2 separate regions of the Pan troglodytes genome follow, and region 2 is linked to region 1. A link is a contact called in public HiChIP or PLAC-seq data. All regions are on one chromosome and are shown on one strand. Each heading gives the region's core, a stretch centred on a gene start, on an enhancer-like site or on the middle of the called end of the contact. The rest is flanking DNA. Distances are from core to core; before and after follow the strand shown.

Region 1 (7,765 bases), core at 4,726-7,225:
CTGTCTCTACTAAAAATACAAAAATTAGCAGGGCGTGGTGGTCTGTGCCCGTAATCCCAGCTACTTGGAGGTTGAGGCACGAGAATTGCTTGAACCCAGGAAGAGGGGGTTGCAGTGAGCCAAGATCATGCCACTGCACTCCAGTCTGGGTGACAGAGCAAGACTGTCTCAAAAAAAAAAAAAACAAAAACAAAAAAAAAACAAAAACCTCGGCTGGGCGCGGTGGCTCACACCTGTAATCCCAGCACTTTGGGAGGCCGAAGTGGGCAGATCACCTGAGGTAGGGAGTTTGAGGCCAGCCTGGCCAACAAGGCGAAACCCTGTCTCTACTAAAAATACAAAATTAGCCGGGCGTAGTGGCTCATGCCTGTAATCCCAGCTACTTGGGAGGCTGAGGCTCGAGAATCACTTGAACTTGGGAGGCGGAGGTTGCAGTGAGCTGAGATCGCGCCACTGCACTCCAGCCTGGGCAACAAGAGCGAAATTCCGTCTCAAAAACAAAAGCACAAAAAACACCACCACTCACTGAAGACTGCACAAGGGTGATCTGCAGAGTCCACAGAGACGCTTGCAAGTAGTAATGGTGGCTTTTATTTAGGCCTGACTGTAAGCAAGGTATTGTGCTAAGAGCTGTTAAGTGTGTTCTCTCATATAATTGAATTATCATTATAGCATTAGTAGTAGGTTCTCACTGCTGATGCGAACAGTGGTCCAGTCATCTGCCAGGATCGAGATGGTCAGTTACAAACCCAGGCCCAAGTCTGCATGCCGCTGAAGCCTGCGTTTGTGTCCACTAGGCTACATGGCTTCCACAGAAAGCACCTTCCAGCCGCATCCTGCAGAACCCTTGGCAATCTTAAGACAGGTCCCTCTTAAGACAGGTCACGCCTGTCCTCGGAAGACCATCTGGAAGGCCCCACTTCCTTGGGGATGCCTAGGCTGTTTCTTCTGTCTTGAATGCTTGCTTCTTCTCTTTCTCTGAACTCTACCAGTATTTCTTTTTTTCTTTTTTTCTTTTTTTTGAGACGGAGTTTCGCTGTTTTTGCCCAGGCTGGAGTGCAATGGTGCCACAACTCACCACAACCTCCGCCTCCCGAGTTTAAGCGATTCTCCTGCCTCAGCCTCCCGAGTAGCTGGGATTACAAGTATGCACCACCACACCTAGCTAATTTTGTATTTTTAATAGAGATGGAGTTTCTCGATGTTGGTCAGGCCGGTCTCGATCTCCTGACCTCAGGTGATCTGCCCGCCTCGGCCTCCCAAAGTGTTGGGGTTACAGGCATGAGCCACCGTGCCTGGCCAGGAGGTTGCTTCTTATGGCATATAGTCTTTGCTCATTCTGCAGGCATATGCAGCAGACACACCTGCTCCTCAAAAACAGAACTTGGGAAAATCACTGCCTGCCTTCCCTCCCCTGGAGAAGATGTTATTTAGTAGAACCACATGCTGATTCAAAAATGCCAAAGCTGTCGTTGACGTGGACATTTCTCTTTAACAAATCAGCAACCACAGGCTTTACTGGCAGCATCTGGGATGTTTCTGCTACTAGCTCCCTTTCTAGAATTGAATATGAATTGACTTTGCTATTGTTATCATTTCCTTTTTTTTTTTTTTTTTGAGACAGAGTCTCCCTCTGTCACCCACGCTGGAGTGCAATGGCGCGATCTCAGTTCACTGCAACCTCCACCTCCCGGGTCAAGTGCTTCCCTGCCTCAGCCTCCCAAGTAGCTGGGACTACAGGCACGTGCCACCACACTCAGCTAATTTCTGTATTTTTGGTAGAGATGGGGTTTCACCATGTTGGCAAGGCTGGTCTTGAACTTCTGGCCTCAAGTTATCCACCACCTTGGCCTCCCAAAGTGCTGGGATTACAGGCGTGAGCCACCATGCCTGGCCTATTGTTATCATTTTCATTTAATCATGTTAATTATTAAACTCTCCAGTTCTCTCTCACCCTCAGGAATTCTGTGTCCATATCAGAACACAGGTTGCCTTGGATTCAGATGGATTAACAGCTGTTTCACCTGTCTGGTGTTATAATGGGTATTCACCATCACAAAATCTAAGTGTGAAAATAGTTGAACTCAACAATACTCCTTGGGGATAGTGGTTGCTTTGAGGGTGTAGTTTCTGGGAGGGGGAACGAGGGGGCCCTCTGGGATAATGGTCATGTTCTGTTTCTTGGTCAGGGTGCTGGATATGCAGGTGTATTCACTTTGTGAGAACTCATTAAGCTGTCCGCTCAGGACCTGTGCACTTTTCTGTAGGCATGCTTCATTTTCATAAAAAGTTCTAAAGTACTCATTGCAAATACAGAAATACACAATGGATCTTTCCTTGCAGAAATGCGCATCTCATTTTCTTCATGTAAAATCCTTATAAAATGACCAGTAAGACCATTTACTGGTGGTAGGATGCAAGAAAAAAGGCAAAGCAACTCTCAAGGTGCTATATAACACATTTAGGTGAGACTGGCATTCAAGGACAAATCTGACCCCAAGACTGCTGTCCTCAATGTCTACTGCTGTAGCCAAACTAACAGGTTCCTAGTAAAGCAGACACTCTGATTCAGAAAACCAAATGTAATTTATGATGCAAGAATCACATCGCAGTTGTCTCAAACAAACACACAAAGGAAGTGGCTACCAAGAACAAATGGTGTTGCAGAACAACCTTTAGGTGGTGAGGCAGTTGAGCCATCTTCAAGCCTTGTAAAATTGAGGAATGGGCTCTTGCACAAAGAAAAAAGCTACCAGTTAAGACTGGGCCAGGATCCATGCTAAACACTCTACATGTTTATTAAAACTTCACCATGCCTGTAATCCCAGCACTTTGGGAGGCCGAGGTGAGCGGATCATGAGGTCAGGAGATCGAGACCATCCTGGCTAACACGGTGAAACCCTGTCTCTACTAAAAATACAAAAAAATTAGCCGGGCATAGTGGCGGGCGCCTGTAACATGTAGTCCCAGCTACTCGGGAGGCTGAGGCAGGAGAATGGCGTGAACCTGAGAGACGGAGCTTGCAGTGAGCTGAGATCACGCCACTGCACTCCAGCCTGGGTGACAGAGCAAGACTCCATCTCAAAAAAAAAAACAAAAAACAAAAAACAAACAAAAACTTCACAACACAGCCTGACCAATATGGCGAAATCCCATCTCTACAAAAAATACAAAAATTAGTCGGGCACGGTGGCTCACACCTGTAATCCTAGCACTTTGGGAGGCCAAGGCAGGCAGATCACTTGAGGTCAGGAGTTCAAGACCAGCCTGGCCAACATGGGGAAACCCCATCTCCACTAAAAATACAAAAATTAGACGCTGGGCGCCGTGGCTCACGCCTGTAATCCCAGCACTTTGGGAGGCCGAAGCGGGCAGATCACAAGGTGAGGAGATCGAGACCATCCTGGTTAACATGGTGAAACCCCGTCTCTACTAAAAATACAAAAAAATTAGCCGGGCGTGGTGGCCGGCGCTTGTAGTCCCAGCTACTTGGGAGGCTGAGGCAGGAGAATGGTGTGAACCCATGAGGCGGAGCTTGCAGTGAGCGGAGATCGGGCCACTGCATTCTAGCCTGGGCGACAGAGCGAGACTCCGTCTCAAAAAACAAAAAACAAAAAACAAAAAACAAAAATTAGCCGGGTGTGGTGGCGCACACCTGTAATCCCAGCTACTCGAGAGGCCGAGGCAGGAGAATTGCTTGAACCTGGGAGGTGGAGGTTGTAGTGAGCCGAGATCACGCCACTGCCCTCCAGCCCAGGCAACAGAGCAAGACTCTGTCTCAAAAACAAACAACAACAACAATAACAACAACAAAAACACTCCACAACAACCCTAATTTTATCCCTGCTTTACAGATGAAGAAACTGGGCATGGAGAGGTTAATAAGCCTGACCAAGGTTACAGGGTTATTAATTTGGCAGGGCGGGGATTCAATCAGGCAGCTGGACTCCAGAATCCATGCTCCTAACGATGATGCTGGCCATGGCTTTGGTTGTGATACACCCAGGGATGGGTTTGCAGTTTCTAGTGTGACATTTTCTGCGGTGCATTCCAGCTCAATAAGTGTCCTTGTCCAAACACCTACAATTATATGCACCTCAACAAACACACCTAACTCATAAGTGACAGCCTGACTTACAAAGTGAATCTCTGCCTTCAAAAGACTCATGCTTATACATGTGACAGCGTGCCCCATGTCTACTGCCTCTCCATCACGGACTTTCTCCATTCATTTGTTTGAAATCCAAAGACAAATGCCGGGCCTACCTAAAGCCACAATCAGTCCGGATTAGATTAGAAAGGTCACCTGTGTTCCTTTCTCTTCCGTTAGGAAAGATGTACTGCTTCTCAACAAAGTATTTGCTCATCCTGCCCTCCTTGAGTAAGCAAAAACCATACCCCATTACATTAGCAAAGCTCAGTAAAACTACGTAAAACTCGTTGGATCTCTGCAATGTTACTTTAGCTGTGCTTTTAGAGGAATGTTTTCAGTAAGGGCAATTCGAGAATCTATTTTCTTTTTAAGTCACATTGATCTTTATGAAAGGTAAAATAGCTTGCCTGTGTTGCTTTTGAGGAATCTCAGTGGGAAAACAGACAATTATTTAAATATGATGGTTGATCCAATTAATTCTATTCATTTTGCTTCTTCAAGTAAAATAAGCTGCTGAGTCCCTCACCCAAGCCATTTTCTTTCTCTTTTTTCTTTCTTTCTTTCTTTTTTTTTTTTCAGTTTCTGAGACTATCTGGTGAGCCAGGAATTCAAATTACACAAACACACACACAGAGAGAGAGAGAGAGAAAAATCCATTCTGATTTGGCCATTTAGGTTTTCAGTGAATATGGATTCTTTTAAATTTATTATTATTATTTTATTTTTATATCCAGCCCAAAAACGTCAGAATATGGATTCTACCTTCCAGCACGGACCCTTTTGCGGATATGCCAACTTCATCACAAATACATGCCCTTGACAGGTATGTACTCATTTCTACCTGGAATTGGGACAGTGATGTTTACTGCGGCAAGCCCCACAGCAAGGTGTCTGTGGTGTCACCCGGTTCCCCGGATCAGCATCCAAAATGCAATCCCCATGTACTTCAGGTTCTTATAATCAAAGCCCCTAGTGAACCTCTTCGAAGCTACCATCCTTGAGCAAGATTATTCAGGGGACTTCCCAGGAGCAGAGGCAATGTCGCCGGGACCCAGGCCATGGGAAAGTGAAGTTGCTTATCACTGGCCTCCACCCTGACTGCCAGACCCTGGGCGACGCCAGCCTGGCGGGGGGACCCGGGGATGCAGCGGATTCCGCAGGAGGCTGCATGGGGTTCCTTCAGGAGCTCCCGGGGGCGCCGCTGCCCCAGTGGCGGACCGGAGGGTCGCTGACCCCTCTCCGGGAGGGCAGGGCCCCGGGCCAGGTTTGGGGAAGCTCCGAGGATGCTGACCTCAACTTTGTTCTTTAAAAATAGCTCCGAGGCCGCGGCGCTCACGTGAGCGGCGCCGCTTCCCCTCTACCGGCCCGGGGCTCCCGGCCGCTCGTCGCCCCCCGGGTCGCGGAGGGGAAGGGCGGGGGGCCCGAGTCCCTGCGGCAGCAGGGTCGCCGGCCCGGGCGAGCGCCGCCGGAGGGCGTCGGGGGCGCGGCGAGGAAGGGGCCCCGGCCGGGAGGGAGGCCGCGCTCACCTTCTTCACCGACAGCGAGATGTTCTCCAGGATCCGGTCCTTCACCTCCCCCGGCTCCATGGCGCTGCCACCGTCGCCGCCACCGCCACCGCCGCCGCCGCCGCCCCGCCGCCGCTTCCCGCGCCGGGGGCCGGGGGCCGCCGCCAACCGCTGCCGCCGGCCGTACGGGGGCTCCGTCGTGCCGGCCGCGGGGCCCGGCGCCCGCCGCCCGGCCCTCGCCTCGCCTTGGCCCTCGCTCCACCGCGGCCCGGCGGCTCCGTAGCGCGGCCGGCGGGGAAGGAGGCCGCGGGCTGTGCGCCGCGGCGGCGGCGGCGGCAGGAACTGATGTCAGGCGGGGCGGCGCCAGGGCCCGCCTGCGCCTGGGGACTCCGGGGACCCGGAGACCCGCACAGACCCTTGGCCGCGGCCCTCCCCAGAGACCCCGAGACCCGCCCCCAGCCCTCCTCAAGCCACAGACTCTCCCCGGCACCCCAGAGACACCCTCAGACCCCAGGGACGCCAGAGACCTCGACCCCGCCTGCCGGGGACCTCGGGGCTCCTCGGAGACCCTCCTCAGCCCACAGATTCCTTCAGGGACCCCAGAGACACCCTCAGACCCCAGGGACTCCGGACACCCCGACCCCGCCTGCCAGAGACCCCCACAGACCCTGGGACCCCGGCCCTCCTCGGAGACCCTCCCCCAGGCCTCGTCAGCCCACAGATTCCCTCAGGGACCCCAGAGACACCCTCAGACCCCAGGGACTCCGGAGACCCCGACCCCGCCTGCCCGGGACACCGGCCCTCCTCAGAGACCCTGGAGACCCTCCCCCTCAGCCCTCAGGCCATAGACTCCCCCCTGGGACCTCAGAGACACCCTCAGACTCCAGGGACTCCGGAGACCCCAACCCCACCTGCTGGGGACCCCCACAGACCCTGGGCCCCCAGCCCTCCTCAGAGACCCCCAAAGACCCCGAGGCACTGGCCCTCCCCAGAGACCCCGAGAACCTCCCCACAGCCCTCCTCAGCCCACAGGATCCCCCCACAAAACCCCAGAGACTCCCACAGGCCCCAAGGACTCTGGAGACTCCGACCCCACAGGCCAGAGACCCCCACAGACCCTGAGACCCCGGCCCTCCTCAGAGACTCGAGACACCCACAGACCCTGGGCCCCCTCCCGCCGGCCCTCTTTAGTCCACAGACCCCTCCTTAGAGACCCCAGTGCATCCCACTAACTCTGGCCAGGGACCCCAAGACCCTCTCAGCCCGCAAGCCCCACTTATCTTCCTCCCCTTCCTTAGCCCAGCCATCCCCTCAATGTGCAGACCCAGGCCCCCTGGCTTTGGCAGCCTGGAGGACCCAGCACCCCCACCGGGTCAGCCTAGACTCCAGCCCCCAGCCCTAGACCCTCCCTGGCCCCCCTGGCCCTCCCCAGCCTCCCCTCCTCAGTGCCTCACCCTCAAGGCCCAGTCCTACATTTGAGGTCCCTGGTGCTCCTCCCCACCCCCAAAACACACCCTCCTCACCTTCAGCCCCAACGCCCCATTCCCACTCCTTATCCTTATCCCTCTTCTTCAGCCCCACGTATCCCAAGGGCCTCAGCTCCCTCAGCCCCTGAAACCCACAGTAACAACTCTCTTCCCACACACCCTCCTCAAATCCACCATCTCATAAAGCCCCTGCACTTCGAGGTGTCAGTCTCCTACCTGGCTCTCTTCCCTCCTTAAGTTCCCAAATAAATATATCCTGACACATAGATTAGTCCCTCCTTTTTATTCTCAGACACCCCAGTTCTCAACTCTGGTTCCCTGGTCTTCCCTCTTCTCTGCTCAGGCCACCCCATCCCTGAAGTCCCCTTAGCATCTGAAATACTGATTCATTGCTTATCTCAGAGGGACCCCACAAGCCTCCAAAGGTCGCTCCCCAGCCCCTTAGTTTCCCAAGGAGAGACCCAAAATAGTGGTACTTTGTTTTTTTTTTTTTTTTTGAGACAGAGCCTTGCTCTGTTCCCCAGGCTGGAATGCGATGGTGCGATCTCTGCTCACTGCAACTTCCGCTTCCCAGCTTTAAGCAATTCTCCTGCCTCAGCCTCCCGAGTAGCTGGGACTAC
Region 2 (7,589 bases), core at 779-3,278, 160 kb after region 1:
GGCAGAGATTTGCCCAAGGCCTAGAATCCAGCATTCCTTTTATTTTTGTTTACTTATTTTTTTTTTTGAGAGAATCCAGGACTTTTAATCCCTTTTACCGAAAACCGAGCTCCACCCAAGAATGTACCAGTCTCTGCCTTAAGCACGGGGAAAGGGCGGTGGGGGTGGGGAGAGGGATAAGGCACAGGTAAGTGAAGGAAACTTTCTCTGAGCCAATGAGATAGATCCCTTGCGGATATAAAGAGCTTTCATATCTCCCTGTCTTGTTTTTATTTTTTTCTCTTTGCATTTATCACTAACATAGTATGTCTTATTTATTGATATAGTTTATCACCTGATCCTTCCCCTGGAATGTAAACTCTAAAAGCAGGGATTTTGTTTTGTTCACCTTCATGTTCTCAGTGTTTGACTACAGGCTCAATAAATATTCGTAGAAGTGAACGAATGGGGCTGAGGTTTTGGTGCTCAAGAGATTATATTCTAAGGTGGACTCTTGGATTCTTAAGAGTGTGGCTTACAGAGTCAGGTTCGGGTTTCAATCCTGCCTGCCTCGGCCACTTAGTACCCACGTGACCTTAAACATTCGTTTCCCTGAACCCTAGGGTCTACATCTGTAAAACCGGCGGGGGGTGGGAATACTTTCCTGGCAGGATTGTAGTTAAGGATAAGTGAAATAAGCATGAAAAGTGGCTAGCACGATGCCTGGGACTTAGCAAATGCTCAGTAAACAGAAACGATTATTTTTGAAATGTGAAAATGAACCGTTCAAAACGATGGGAGTTTAGAGGACTAGATTTCTGCCGTTTTTTTTTTTTTTTTTCTGTGTGGGAGGTGTTAGGGTGGGAGGGAGGGAAGAGGGAATGGAAGACTGTGTAAGGTGGGCTTGGTTGGATCAGACACTCGAGTTTGGAACAGTCAACTGCGATCTGGGCACAAGGGCAGTGAGGGGAGCTTATGGTTTTACTTGGGATGGAGGAGGGGGCTAAGGGGAAGCCATGCCCCGGAGGAGGTTGAATGGGCGGGACAGATCACGGCTCCACTCATGGTTTCCCTCTTGCTGGAAGTGTGACGACTCCCTCCGGATCTCTGTAAAAGCGGGGCTATAGTGAATTCTGGCGAAGGGCCCGCGGTGGACCGGGAACTGGTGCCAGAATTGCAAAGGGGCACCTGCGCCCGGAGTAGGGAGGTGATGCGGGGGCGGGGCTAGGCCCTGGGGGCTGGGCTAGGCCCTGGGGGCTGGGCTGGGCCCTGGGGGCGGGGCGAGTCGCGGAGGTGCCGCCTTGGGGCGGGGCGGTGACAGAAGGATGGATCCTGGGGGTGAGGATTGACTTTGGGGGCAGGGCGAGAGTGCGAGCTGGAGTCTGAGGCTGAGCGGTGACGCAAGGACGACTCTGAGGGTGGAGCGAGGGGAGGGGATTGGCTCTTGGAGGCGGGGCGGTGGCACGAGGCTAGCCCTTGGGGGCGGGGCGGTGGCGCAAGATTGACCTTGGGGGCGGGGTGGGGGCGTGGGTTGAATCCTGGGGGCGGGGCGGTGGCGCGGAATGGATTCTGGGGTCGGCGCGAGGCGCTGAGATGCGTCCTGAGGTTGGGGCGATGACGCAAGAGCGAATCCTGGGGGCGGGGCGAGACCTTCTAGATGCGTCCCGGGGAGTGGGCGGTGACGCGGTGGCAGGTTCTGGGGACAGGCGGTGACCCCAGAATTGACCCTGGGACAGGGCGAGGCGCGGAGGCGTCCTGAAGGCGAGGCGGTGACGCAAGAGCGAATCCTTGGGGCGGGGCGAGGCGTTGGAGATGCGTCCTGCGGGCGGGACGGTAACGCGGGGGCGGGGCGGTGACGTGAGGTCAGTGGGGGGATACGGGGCGGGTTCTGTGGCGGGGACGCAGTGGTGGACTCTGGAGCGGGGCGGTGACGCGGGGCGGGTTCTGGGGCGGGGCGGTGACGCGGGGCGGGTTCTGGGGCGGGGCGGTGATGGGAGGCTTGGCCCTGGGGGCGGGGCGAGGCGCAGAGGTGCGTCCTGAGGGCGGGGCGGTGACGCAAGAGCGACTCCTGGGGGCGGGGCGAGGCCTTGGAGATGCGTCCGGAGGCGGTGGGGAGTGAAGACTGACCCGGGGCCGTGACGCGGGGGCAGGCCCTGGGGCGGGGGCGGGTCCTGGGGACTGGGGCGGGTCCTGGGGACTGGGGCGGGCGGCCGAGGCCCGGAAGCGGACTGAGGCGGCCTGGAGTCTTAGTTGGCTACTCGCCATGGACGAAGCGGATCGGCGGCTCCTGCGGCGGTGCCGGCTGCGGCTGGTGGAAGAGCTGCAGGTGGACCAGCTCTGGGACGCCCTGCTGAGCCGCGAGCTGTTCAGGCCCCATATGATCGAGGACATCCAGGTGCGCCCCCCGCCCCCGGCCCCCTGTCCCCGCGCTGCACGGCCGGGTCCCCACGCCCCTCGAGGAGGCGTTGTGCGGGAGCCTAGCTTTCCCTGTGGCTTCAAACCCCTCAGCGGAGCCAAAGAATCCCAAACACCTCTTAGTCGGGTGTTCGCTAAAGCGATTCCATGCCATAGTCAGCGTACATTGTTAGTGCTTGTGTTTCTTGTGTAAAGGAAAAATGTGAGACACATCTTGAAAACTTTGAATAAGAAACAATTCATGAATTGGAGAACATCAGACTGAAAGAGGTTTAGTGTTGCAATGACAAAACGTCAGAGGCAATTATTTATTGGGAAAATGTGGAAGCAAAATAAAGAAATTATTTGATTGGTTTGCAGTTACAAAATTGCCTTTTTTTTTAAGGTCTGTTAATTGACTGCTTATGCTTGCTTATGATTGGCTGGTCTTAAGTTTTATTTCTCTCTAACATAAGCATTTATCAGATATGACCCAAGTTAAATTTTGCTTATGTTTGCAGTTTAAGCAAGATTTAGGTCACTTAGGATACCTGATTGGTTTTGTCTGCTCAGGAATTCTTCATGGTTGGTCTCCATTTTAATTTACGTTAATACTTGCGAGGAAGGAGGCGTGTGCGTTTTTACTTTTCTAGCATAGAGGTTTCAGGAACCCACTTTGGCATCAGGCTGCCTGGCAGCGTGTTCTTGGGCCAGTCACTTACCCTCTTTGAGCCACAGTTTCTGGGCTGTGAAATGGGAATAAGAATAATACTGTCATAAGGACTAAATGAAATAACGGATGTGAAACTGTAGTGCCAGGCACAGAGCGGGGGCTCAGCGTGCCCTGCCCTCTTTGGCCAGCCCCTTCTGTGTTCAGTTTATGTTTTGTTAAGAGGTTTTGGAAATGAGGGGACCTGATGCAGAATGGAGAATAATAAAGTCAAACATTTGAGGTTTTGTTTAAAAGCACTTTCCCATCTTTGTCTCATTTGACCCTCATCACAGGCCTGTGAGGATGCAGGAGATATTTCCTACCATGAGGTGCAGTAGGTGTGAGTGGCTGGCTGGATATCCCTGGCCAGTGCCCTGGCCCAGGGAAAGAGTCTTTAAATAATTGAGTATCATATGAGTAATTATTCATTAATAATAAAATAAGTTTTGTGACTTCTGTGTGGCCCCTACTGGGGAACAGTAATGGTTTGAGGCCACAGTCCTTGCCTTCAGGAATGTTCACGGGGATCACAAGCTCAAATGCCCATGGAGGACCAATGGATGGGCGTCATAGTGGATAGCCTTTGCACTGCCCTCCGTCTCCAGCTGAGTATGGCCATATCAACAAATGGCCCAGTATTGCCACATCTTACACTTACTTTGAGGCAGGGTCTCACTCTTGCCCAGCCTGGAGTGCAGGGATGAGATCATGGCTCACTGCGACCTTGACCTCCTGGGCTTAAGTGGTCTTCCTGCCTCAGCCTTTAGAGCAGCTGGGACTTTAGGCACATGCCACCATGCCTGGCTAATTAAAAAAATTTTTTTTTTTGTACAGATAGGAGTCTTGCTATGTTGCCTAGATGAGTCTCAGACTGTTGGCCTCAAGTGATTCTCCTGCCTCAGTGTTGGGATTACAGGTGTGAGCCACTGTACCCGGCCCAGCTTTCACATCTTAAAAAAGAAGCTGAAAATCTTGATTCCTCTGTCAAATTCCCTGGCTTAAAATGTTAGCAACAAATTCAGAAATTTTTTAAGAACCTTGTGGGAACCACAGGTTGCCATTTTGCCATTCAGTATGGCTGAAAAACAGGCAGGTTTTGGAACCAGTTGGATCTGGGCTCTCATCCTGGCCTTGTTACATATTAGCAAGTTGTAAAAAACCACAACCAATGAACCAAACAAACAGAAAAACCCTATGACTCAGTTTCCCTGAAATTTTTTACCCTAAAAAGTTGGGAAATTCTAATTTAACTCTATAAAGTTATTGAGGGAGAAAAAGATGAAACAATGCATTTAATACAGTGTTGACCTCCTGGAGTGTTCAGCAAATGTGGAGAGAAACCTAAACACCACCATCTATTTGCATGTAGCCAACTGTTCTGCTAGTGAGACTTACCTTCTCAGTGGCACTACAGGTCTGTGCTGTTCCCAATAGTAGCCATTAGCCACATGTCGTTAAAGGTAAATTTGAAGTAATTAAAATTAAATAAAACTAAAAATTGGTAGGGTCAAGCCTTACAGGGCCTGTGGGTTTTTCTCCTCGTGTGCGGAGATGAGAGATCGTAGAAATAAAGACACAGGAGAAAGAGATAGAAAAAAAGACAGCTGGGCCCGGGGGACCACTACCACCTAGACGCGGAGACAGGGTAGTGGCCCCGAATGCCTGGCTGCGCTTTTATTGGATATAAGGCAAGGGGACAGGGTAAGGAGGGTGAATCTTCTAAGTGATTGATAAGGTGAAGCAAGTCACGTGATCATAGGACAGGGGGCCCTTCCCTTTTAGGTAGCCGAAGCAGAGAGAGAAGGCAGCATACGTCAGCATTTTCTTCTTTTCACTTATAAGAAAGATCAAAGACTTTAAGACTTTCACTATTTCTTCTACCCTATCTATGAACTTCAAACAGGAACCAGGAGTACGGGAGGAACATGAAAGTGGGCAAGGAGCGTGACCATGGAAGCACAGCACCACAGGGAGGGGTTTAGGTCTCCGGATGACTGCGGGCAGGCATGGATAATATCCAGCCTCCCACAAGAAGCTGGTGGAGCAGAGTGCTCCCTGACGCCTCCAAGGAAAGGAGACTCCCTTTCTTTTTTTTTTTTTTTTGAGGTTGTGTCCCACTTTGTCGCCCAGGCTGGAGTGCAATGGTACGATCTCAGCTCACTGCAACCTCCGCCTTCCGGGTTCAAGCTATTTTCCTTTTTTTTTTTTTTTTTTTTGAGACGGAGTCTCGCTCTGTCGCCCAGGCTGGAGTGCAGTGCCACAATCTCGGCTCACTGCAAGCTCCGCCTCCTGGGTTCATGCCATTCTCCTCCCTCAGCCTCCCGAGTAGCTGGGACTACAGGCACCCGCCACCACGCCCGGCTAATTTTTTGTATTTTTAGTAGAGATGGGGTTTCACCGTGTTAGCCAGGATGGTCTCAATCTCCTGACCTCGTGATCTGCCCACCTTGGCCTCCCAAAGTGCTGGGATTACAGGCTTGGGCCACCGCGCCCAGCCAGGGTTCAAGCTGTTGTGCCTCAGCCTCCTGAGTAGCTGGAATTACAGGTGTGCACTACCACGCTCAGCGAATTTTTTTGTATTTTTAGTAGAGACGGGTTTCACCGTGTTGGTCAGGCTGGTCTTGAACTCCTAACCTTGTGATCTGCCTGCCTTGGCCTCCCAAAGTGCTGGGATTACAGGCGTGAGCCACCGCGCCTGGCAGGAGACTCCCCTTCGCGGTCTGCTAAGTAATGGGTGTGTCCCCAGACACTGGCATTACCGCTTGACCAAGGAGCCCTCAAGCGGCCCTTATGTGGGCCTGACAGAGGGCTCACCTCTTGCCTTCTAGGTCACTTCTCACAATGTCCCTTCAGCACCTGACCCTATACCCGCCGGTTATTCCTAAGTTATATTAGCAATGCAACAAAGAGTAATATTAAAAGCTAATGATTAATAATGTTTATAATAATGATTGATAATTGTCCATGATCATCTCTATACCTAATTTGTATTATGACTATTCTTATTCTAACTATTTTCTTTATTATACTGAAACAGTTTGTGGCTTCAGTCTCTTGCCTCGGCACCTGGGTAATCTTTCGCCCACAAAAATTCAGTTCCTCAGTTGTACTACCCAAGTGCTTAATGGTCACGTGATATATGGTTACCAAATAGGACAATACAGACCAAGAATATTTCCATCATCACGGAAGGTTCTCATAGACAGTGCTGCTGTAGGATAGTTGAGGACACGGTGCCATCTTATCGCTGTGGATCCTGAGAACCTGTCCAGTGCTGGGTATCTGAGGACAGGTGGCAGATAACCAGACTCTTCCTTCTTAGTGACTGACCCCACCATCCTGACACCTCTCAATTTTTTTTTTGAGACAGGGTCTTGCTCTGTCGCCCAGGCTGAAGTGCAGTGGTGCTATCACAGCTCACTGCAGCCTTATCTCCTGGGCTCGAGCCATCCTCCTGGGAGCCTCAGCCTCCTGAGTAGCTGGGACTACAGGTGCGTGACACCATACCTGGCTTTTTTTTGTTATTTTTTGTAGAGACAGGGTCTCACTGTGTTGCCCAGGCTAGTCTCGAACTGGGCTCAAGCTATCCTCCCACTTCAGCCTCCTAAAGTGCTGGAATTGCAAGCATGAGCCACTGTGCCTGGCCTGCCTGTCAACCTTGACCCTTGCTCTGTCTTCACAGTCCCCCCAGTCAGTGCCCATGTCCTATGGACCCTCCCTCTTTGTATCTCTGCTTTGTCCTTTCACTTCTCTGTATTCTAGCTGCACCATCTTTGCTGCCTCCTGATCTGGCTATGGCTCACTCCTTTCCATTTTTCACTCTGACCCCTGGATGACTTTTTGAAAGGCCATATCTGTCTCTGTCACTCCATTCTTAAAACTCTTTGGTGGCCGGGCATGGTAGCTCACGCCTGTAATCCTAGCACTTTGAGAGGCTGAGGTTGGTGGATCGCTTGAGGTCAGGAGTTTGAGACCAGCCTGGCCAACATGGTGAAACCCTGTCTTGACCAAAAAATACAAACATTAGCCAGGCATGGTGGTGGGTGCCTGTAGTCCCAGCTACCTGGGAGGCTGATGTGGGAGAATCACTTGTACCCAAAAGGTGGAGGTTGCAGTGAGCTGAGATGGTGCCACTGCATTCCAGCCTGGGTGACAGAGCAAGACTCCTCAAAAAACAAACAAAAAAACAACCGATGGCTGTCCACGATGGCTCATGCCTATAATCCCAGCACTTTGGGAGGCCAAGGCTGGAGGATCACTTGAGGTCAGTTCAAGACCAGCCTGGGCAACATGGTGAAACCCTGTTTCTACTAAAAATAAAAAAAAAATTAGCCAGGCATGGTGGTGCGTGCCTGTAACCCCAACTACTCCGGAGGCTGAGGCAGGGTAATCGCTTGAACCTTGGAGTTGGAGGTTGCAGTGAGCTGAGATTGCACCAGTACACTCTAGCCTGGGTGACAGAGTGAGACTCCGTCTCAAGAAAACAAAAACAAAAACAAAAACA

What was found. HiChIP or PLAC-seq counts read pairs in DNA pulled down with a chosen protein or histone mark.
Region 2: an H3K4me3 HiChIP or PLAC-seq map of stem cell-derived excitatory neurons shows a contact between it and region 1, with 4 times the contacts expected there. The contact joins the promoter of CASP9 here to the promoter of PLEKHM2 in region 1. A contact is called at or near these places in 1 of 7 Hi-C or Micro-C datasets (stem cell-derived neural progenitor cells) and 1 of 1 datasets of contacts at active chromatin or transcription factors (stem cell-derived excitatory neurons).

The regions. Positions count from the first base shown.
Region 1 is chr1:215,511,523-215,519,287 of NHGRI_mPanTro3-v2.0_pri, forward strand. It overlaps PLEKHM2 (pleckstrin homology and RUN domain containing M2), which reads right to left and starts at 5,976. Exons shown (of 20, transcript XM_513054.8): 1 at 5,680-5,976. The coding sequence starts at 5,739.
Region 2 is chr1:215,679,832-215,687,420 of NHGRI_mPanTro3-v2.0_pri, forward strand. It overlaps CASP9 (caspase 9), which reads left to right and starts at 2,029. Exons shown (of 5, transcript XM_009448829.4): 1 at 2,029-2,374. The coding sequence starts at 2,243.